2 separate regions of the Danio rerio genome follow, and region 2 is linked to region 1. A link is a contact called in public Micro-C data. All regions are on one chromosome and are shown on one strand. Each heading gives the region's core, a stretch centred on a gene start, on an enhancer-like site or on the middle of the called end of the contact. The rest is flanking DNA. Distances are from core to core; before and after follow the strand shown. Region 1 has its middle 12 kb from the start of mdfi. Region 2 overlaps LOC137496650 (a long non-coding RNA gene).

Region 1 (4,251 bases), core at 202-2,701:
GAATGAACCGTCAACTATTCTGGCATATGTTTTACACAGCGGATGACCTTTCAGCTGCAACCTAACACTGGGAAACACCTATACACTCTCGCACTCACACATGCAGTCATCCGCTACGGTTAATTTTGTTTTACCATATTCTCCTATAACGCATGTCTTTGGACTGTGAGGGAAACTGAAGCACCCAGAGGAAACCCACACGAACATGGGGAGAACATGTAAAATCTAAACAGAAATGTCAACTGACCCAGCCGGAATTGGAACCAGTGATCTTCTTGCTGTGAGGTTACAGTGCTGTTAACCACTGAACCACCGTGCCACCCCATTGACATTCATTGTAGGAGAAATGGCAAAAAAACTGTATATGAACATTTTTCAAAATATCTTTGTTTATTCATTCATTTGTTCATTTTTTTTTTGGTTCAGTCACTTTAATCTGGGTTCGCCACAGCGGAATGAACTGCCAACTTATCCAGCATATGTTTTTACGCAGCAGATGCCCTTCCAGCCACAACCACTCACTGGGAAATATCCACACACTCATTCACACACATACACTACAGACAATTTAGCTCACCCAATTCACCTGTACCACATGTCTTTAGACTTGTGGGAGAAACCGGAGCACCCGGAGGAAATGCACGCAAATGCGAGGAGAAAATTGCAAACTCCACACAGAAATGCCAACTGACCCAGCCGATGCTCGAACCAGCGACCTTCTTGCTGTGAGGCAACAGCACTATACTGCGCCACTGTGTCACCTATCTTTGTTTAAACTGTGTATAAACATTCTTCAAAATATCTTCTTTTGTTATTATCAAAATAAATTAACTTTTTGAAACAAGTGGATAATGAGAAAATTATGACAGATAAAGTACTCAAAATGTTAATTTTGGGGTGAATTACAATCCTAAGAGATAGTTCATCAAAAAAAAAACTATGGCAATGGCAATCAATGGTTACAGGTTTGTCGCATTTTCAAAAAATCTTGGTAATGATGAGTAAATGATGGCAGATCTTTCATTGTTACACAAACTATCTTTTGTGCAATTCAGCAAATGACAACTTATTTTAAGGATAAGTTTAATGTCTGTCAAACTCATAGAGAGAATCACAAAACACTTTAAAAAAATAAAACCCAAACTTTTCTAGTTTTTTTCCCCAACTTTTTTCTCAAATGATACAGCAACACCTCTTTGGAACGGAGGTTTGTGTGTTTAAAAGATAAGCTTTCAGGGCAGATTTCAGACGAAGAGAAAGGATGGCAGAAAAAAAAATGAGAGAACCTGATCTGAGTCTAAATGGGTTGGAATAACACTCTCCACCCTGTCTGTACTTTATGTCAGTGAGAGATTTTCTCAGAAGACTAAAAGGGCTCTCTGATTGGGCCTGTGCTGTTATTTTTCTTTTCTTCTCTTTTCTTTTTTTCCCTCCACTCTACCCCATTCAGTTTTTGCTGGTTTATTTACCCCTCCTGGTGGACAGAGCCTGTAACACAACAAACAAGAGCATCTGACAGTAACACTTCTGCCGGGTTTCAACTCAACATATGAATATAAAAGCCAACTGTGAATGACTGACAATAAAGAGACACCAGTCGCTAGTGACAGCTACAGCGGTAATCTTTTTTTTTAATGCTACTAATAATGCAGTTTTTGTTTTCAAATGTAATTTCAAACGTAATAAAAGATAACTTTCACTTTGTAATAATATCAATTTTAATATATGTATATGTGTAATAATGAATTAGAAATTGAATTGCAATTATTTAATATTCAAAAAGTTTAAACCAGATATGCCCAAACTAGGGCCCGCGGGCCAAAGTTGGCCCATGGCAACCTTTGATTTGGCCCACCATTCCATTCGATTATCGTTGACAGAGATCGTCATTTCGAAATTGAATGTAACATTTTGTATGTTTGTTTTGTAAATGAACCTGACTTTTTAAAAATGTAAATACTGTCATTCGACAGACAGAGGCAATGCACAAGACATCGGCGAGCAAATCAAGGCAGGTGCAGCTTAGTGTATTCAGCATAAAACTCCATTGTGTTGTTAATAGGATATTCTTTACGTTTTTACTGCAATAAGTTCATTATGATTTTTTAGCATTAGGTCATTTAAAGCAATGTTTTGAAGTTATTTTTTAATTTTAGGAAATTAATACAGTTTGGTATTCGGCCTACAGCCAACCAAGTTTGGTTTTTGGCTTGTCATAAGAAAAAGTTTGGGCACTCCTGGTCTAAATCTAACTCTAAGTGAGGGAGAGTTTGCGCTTGGATTAAATATGAGCAGTAAATTATATAACTGAGCGATTAGCTGGATGTTATTACGCATAGAGATAATGGCAAACAGTACTCCATTACTCAATGTACCACAGATGGCGCGCATATAAAGACACAACTGCTGATGTCTTTTTTTCTTTTACTCCTGCCCATCCATCTTACCCCATCACAAAATCAATACCATCAAATGCACCAAGCCATTGTGCACCAAGTGTTTTGTAGATTCATTCAGTGAATTTGAGACCTGTGCTTTCAGGTTCACTCTTCTGCTTTAGTTAATGTAGCTCAGTGTCACATGAATGCTGTATGTTTTGTTTTAGGTGATTAAACTTCAGGTAAGACTTTATTTTGATGGTCCCTTTTGCACATTTTGTTGACTGAAAGTTAATTAGTTCTCATTTGAGTATTAGTAAACTATCTACCTAATTTCTCCTGGTAAAGCACCTTCAACAGACATTTAGCTGACTATAAGAAACTTTGCAGGTGGAGCAGTGGGTAGCACGATCGCCTCACAGCAAGAAGGTCACTGGTTCGAGCCCTGGCAGGGTCAGTTAGTTTCTTCCAGTTACTCCGGTTTCCTCCACAGTCCAAAGACATGTGCCATAGGTAAATTGAAAAAACTAAATTGGCAGGAGTGTATGGGTATTTCCCAGTGTTGCAGTAAAGGGCATCTGCTGCATAAAACATATGCTGGATAGGTTGGCGGTTGTTTCTGCTGTGGCGACCCCTGATTAACAAAGGGACTAAGCTGAAAAGAAAATGAATGAATGAATGAAAAGAAACTTTGCAAGTATATGTCAGCTTACACTAACCCCAACCAATCATTCTACTTATAATCGAATCAGAATTAGTTGGCATGTAGATGCAATGTAATTTAATTTCAACAAAATGCGTTAAAGGGACCATAAAAAAAAAAGTGATACCAAACTTCATTTGTTCATGTTTGATGAATCATTGGAAGAGGAAATGTTGGAAATTATTCCAAAAATCTGCTAAAATGACCATTTTTCAACCATATTGTGTGATTAATGTAAACATAACAGACATAATGTAAATTTGTGGCATTTACACATTTACATGCTACGGAGCAAGTCAGAATTATTAGCCCTTCTGTACATACCCCCCCCCCCCTATTTTCTGAGAAAGAAGATTTTGTCAAGAAATTTGCAATTTCTAATGACTGATAACTGATTTCTTTTCCTTATCTTTGCCATGATGACATGATATTTTACTAGGTACTAGTATTTAGCTTTTCCCAGAGAATGAAGGGCATCCGCTGCGTAAAAACGTGCTGGATAAGTTGGCGGTTCATTCCGCTGTGGCGACCCTGGAATAATAAAGGGACTAAGCCGAAAAGAAAATGAATGAATGAATGAATAGTATTTAGCTTAAAGTGCAATTTAAAGGCAAAACTAGGTTACTTAGGTTAATTGTGCAAGTTAGGGTAATTAGGCCAATTATTGCATAATGATGGCTTGTTCTGCAGACAATCTGTAAAAAAGCATGCTTGGTGGGTCTAATAATATTGACCTTAAAATGTAAAAAAAAAAAAAAAAAAAAAATCCAGAAGAAAAAAGTATTATAGGAAATATTGCGAAAACTTTCTTGCTCTGTTAAACATAATTTGGCAAATATTTAAAAAGGAAAAGAAAAAAAAAAAACAGGAGGGCTAATATACAGTATATGTATTTATTTATTTTTTATTTTGTTTTTGTTTATGACATTTGTACACATTAAAATGCTGCACCTAATCTACTTATATATATATCTTCAAGCTTAAGTTTTATTATAATCAGTGCTTTAATTTATTGTATCATCATTAGTAGTAGTTAAATTATATTAGTGTTAACATGTTTATATATTTATAAAATAGATATATTTAATACATAAAGTAAATGTATTAAAATAAAACAAACCATTTGATATGAGCCTTAAATCATAGGCATCACTTTATTTTGATGGTCCA
Region 2 (4,060 bases), core at 978-3,477, 180 kb before region 1:
CGTGGCAAAAATGTCATTTAACTTCATCCAGATACTATTGTTAAACTTTATATAACAAAACAAATTCTGATTAACCTGATTAACTTATTAATGACTAAAACATAACAGATGCTAGCATTGACAAACACACAAGAGGTGACTGAAAGATTTCCACAACTTTATTAAAATGGGTACAAAACCATATTTATTTCACATTTGAAGAGAAAATGTCAAGTGCACATCTAGTTATCGAGGTTATCTAGTCAAGTGCCAAGTGGCTGTTTTTTGTCATGCTATCAAATTTAATATAGTTCATTTCATCATTCACACAGAATGCGTGAATCAGACGGAATCAGAAATGTTTTTTTAATAAAGAGCAGCATAGAGCGAGCACGAGGGTATCCAGACACAGCCACTGAACGGCTGTAAACAGAAGCTCGCAACACTTGTCCCACCTCAGTGTTCTTCTGATTGGTCCACTGCTTTGAAACTGACACTGATGGGTGGTGTTGCATGCAAAAGTAATTTAAACTTGACACATCATCTTAAAAATGCATGTTGAAAAACAATAATAAAGTAGCCCAATGAAATATAAAAATGTGTTCTACGCAAAGCTATTACACGGCAATTAATAACTTTTTGATTTAGTTGTTCATTTGTATGAATTTGTACAATCTCACTCCTACAAACTAATAAAATTTGCTCATCCCCCAATAACAGTTGGGTTAGGGGTGGGGATTGGTGCCACGCCTCCTTTTAAAAATCGTAGATTTTTATACAACTGACTTCATTTAAATTTGTACAAATTAGCCACTAAACTTTCAAAACAAAAATCGTTTTCTTTTAAGATCAGGCTGGTTCTGTATAAATGAGTCCTTAGATAGACTGTGTGTGCATTAATGCATGCTTAAAAAAGATAAAAATTAACAAGATTGCTTTGGCCTTTATAGGTTGTAGAAATAAATGTATAAAATGTGATTGATGCGACGCAGTGGGTAGGTCACTGCAAGAAGGTCACTGGTTCGAGCCATGGCTGGGTCAGTTGGCATTTCTGTGTGGAGTTTGCATGTTCTCCCCGTGTTTTCCTTCGGATGCTACGGTTTCCCCCACAAGTCCAAAGACATGCGCTATAGATGACATGGGTAGGCTAAATTGTTCATATTGAGTGTTTCTCAGGGGTGGGTTGCAGCTATAAGGGCATCCGCTGTGTAAAACATGTGCTGGATGAGTTGGCAGTTCATTCCACTGTGGCGACCCCTGATTAATAAAGGACTAAGCTGAAAAGAAAATGAAAGAATAAAATATGATTGATCCTGTAAGCTTAAAGGCTTTAGCAATGGGAATCTAGTGATGAGAAAATAAGTGTGGCCTATTGAGTGTGGTCTACAATGCAAAAAAAGAGGGGAAAAAGGCGAAGAGCAGCAATTTAGAAATAAATCTGGACCTGGATGTGATGTGAAGCTAGCGTGCAGTTTTCTAAATATCCTACAGTGAAAGTGTTTTCTATTTGTCATCTGTCAGAGGTAAAAGGTATAAGAGATTGTATCTTTAAAACCAAGGTATTTGCTCCTGCCGTGCACATGGACTAACAGGCACATTCACACACACACACACGCTCAAGCCGCCATCTGCATCAAATTGGACATTGGCATGAAGAAGGTGGTGCGCGAGTGTGGGCTGTTGGTGGTCTCGGTTCTCCCGCCCCATTATTATTCACCTTCCCTCAGACTCTGAGTGCTGAAGATGCATATCTGAGTTAAACAGCCCTTCCCGGGTTTAAATCAGACAAATCGGCTTATTCAGATTCAGACGTCCATGTGTCTTTAAGCTTCCTCAGGCCCCAGCGCCATTCTCTGCCTGTTCTTTATGATGCTAATGGACTTCCATATCTAATAAATCCCTGTAGATTTGAAGTGCGGAGATGTTATGGCTCGCTTGTAGGATTCCGACCCCCCTCAACACACATGCACCTTTATTCCTTCATTCATCCCTCCACTCAGTTTCATCCCCTTGCTCCTCATCGTCAAAACACAAGCGAAAACGCCTGACCAGCACATACTTCCTAGTGGTTTCCTGGCGAGAAAAAAAAAAAACCTGTTAGTGTGAGGAAGAGAAAAATCAAACGTGAAAACATAAATTACGGTGAAGGAGGGCTTGTGTTACGCCACAAGGCTTTAGCAGCGCTGAAGCATGTCTGCCCTGAAGGTGGCCTGTAAATTTCCTGCCTGCTCTGGTGCTTTGGCAGAAAAGCCTCTTTGGGGCTCTGGAAGAGCTTTCGGGTGGCATGCGGAAGTGGGCTGGAGGAGGATAATGTGTAGGTAAACACTCAAAAAAAGGAAAATAGTCAAAGCGGTTGCTTTATTGCTCTTACAAACAAGGGAGTCCATTCATGGCAGGGAATGTACTGAGCTGTATTATGTATCAGATTAGTTTCTTCAACTTTCATTTGGCAAGTTTTCATTTCGCCTTCTCTAGAGAGAAATAACCATGGTTTTAGTTTTTTTTATTTTTTGTAAAAGTGTTACTTACTTACTTACTCCAAGGGCCGTTTATATCGAAGTTGATTTTTAGCCGCACCTAGTTGGTGGTTCGTAACAGCAAATTTTTAAGAGGTGGGTTGTTAGCCCAACGCCCAACTTGCAGGACTAGGACATACACACATACACTATGGACAATCTAGTTTACCCAATTCACCTATAGTGCATGTCTTTGGACTGTGCAGAAATCCGGAGCAGCCGGAGGAAACCCATGTGAACATGCCAACTCCAAACAGAAATCCCAACTGACCCAGCCAGGGCTCAAACCAGAGACCTTCTTGATGTAAGGTGACAGCACTACCCAGTGTCATCGTGCGCCCAGTTTTATTACAAATACCCTGGTTAGCCATGATTAACGTGGTTAATACGTAGTCATGGTTTAAATACCACTTTTTATTTGTAGTGAATCTACAAATAAATTTGTAGATTTTTGTAAGGGTAGGGTCATAACACAACATGTAAATGTGTTGACATTAGGTGTAAGATATTATGCTGAATATTACCTGCAACAAAAAAAGCACTATTATAGGCAGTTTTGAGTGGTCTACTGTTCTTATTATAGCTGGTTTTAAGGGAGTTTTGACCACTTTTTTTGTAAAATCAGATGTGAACCAGTTCGGGCAGTTTAGCCAGGTTGCGAGACTGGAAAGTTAAGCTAAAACCACACAACACCAGCTTACCTACCCAAAAAAGAAATTTTTGCCATAATTTACTCACCCTTTACTTTGAACACAAAAGAATATACGCAGAAAAAGGCCAGTAGCTGGCACACATGAACTTCCATAACGTTGACAGCAACCAGAAATTTTCAAAATTGCTTCTTTTGCGTTCAACAGATGAAATAATTCCATGAAGGTATAAAACAGCATGAAGTAGAACAAATGATAAGGTGTTTTTGATTTCTGCGTGAACTATCACTTAAATGTGTTAAATATTTGTATAACACATGCAGTATTTATTTAAATTTAATGTATGTACTGTATAAATTCAGTTTTATTTTATTTATTTTTACTTAAGCTGTATTTAATTAATTTAAATATTTCACACTCACTAATTAATGTGTTGATGAATGAATTTGTCTATTGAATTACTTAAATTATGTTTATTGTACAAACATATATATATATATATATATATATATATATATATATATATATATATATATATATATATATATATATATATATATATATATATATATATATATACTGTCATTGAATATTTATTAAAAATTCAATTATCATGAAATAATTTATTTAAACTGTATGTAATACATTTCAGTTTCATCTATACATATTCATTTATATATTTTAAAAAAAAGCATCTTTGTTTTTCCTGTGACATCCTGATGCTTCAAGGGCTTCTCTTGAACTCTGGCCATCCTCAGTAGAGCAGTGTGTATTGCCAGAGTATAATCCCAGAGAGCAGAGGGCAAAAATCTGCTGATTGAGGTAATTTAGCCTCATGATGATGCATGGGCACTGGAGACCACACCATCTTTTTAATAGGCATGTGTCAAGATTAGTAAGGAGGAGGAGGGGGTG

What was found. Hi-C and Micro-C count contacts between places; a contact is called where the count stands out from the background.
Region 2: a contact with region 1 is called in a Micro-C map of caudal fin, with 11 times the contacts expected there. The contact joins two enhancer-like sites. A contact is called at or near these places in 4 of 18 Hi-C or Micro-C datasets (caudal fin, embryo, hematopoietic stem cells and 1 more).

What each region holds. Positions count from the first base shown.
Region 1 is chr11:24,201,946-24,206,196 of GRCz12tu, reverse strand. No RefSeq gene overlaps it. Among named protein-coding and RNA genes, the nearest start is that of mdfi, 12 kb to the left of the region's middle. Within about 2 kb of position 1,451, at least 6 of the 62 cell types and tissues checked have an H3K27ac peak or open chromatin away from gene starts, as enhancers often do.
Region 2 is chr11:24,384,193-24,388,252 of GRCz12tu, reverse strand. The region is part of intron 1 of LOC137496650 (a long non-coding RNA gene); the gene reads left to right. Among named protein-coding and RNA genes, the nearest start is that of tfeb, 33 kb to the left of the region's middle. Within about 2 kb of position 2,227, at least 3 of the 62 cell types and tissues checked have an H3K27ac peak or open chromatin away from gene starts, as enhancers often do.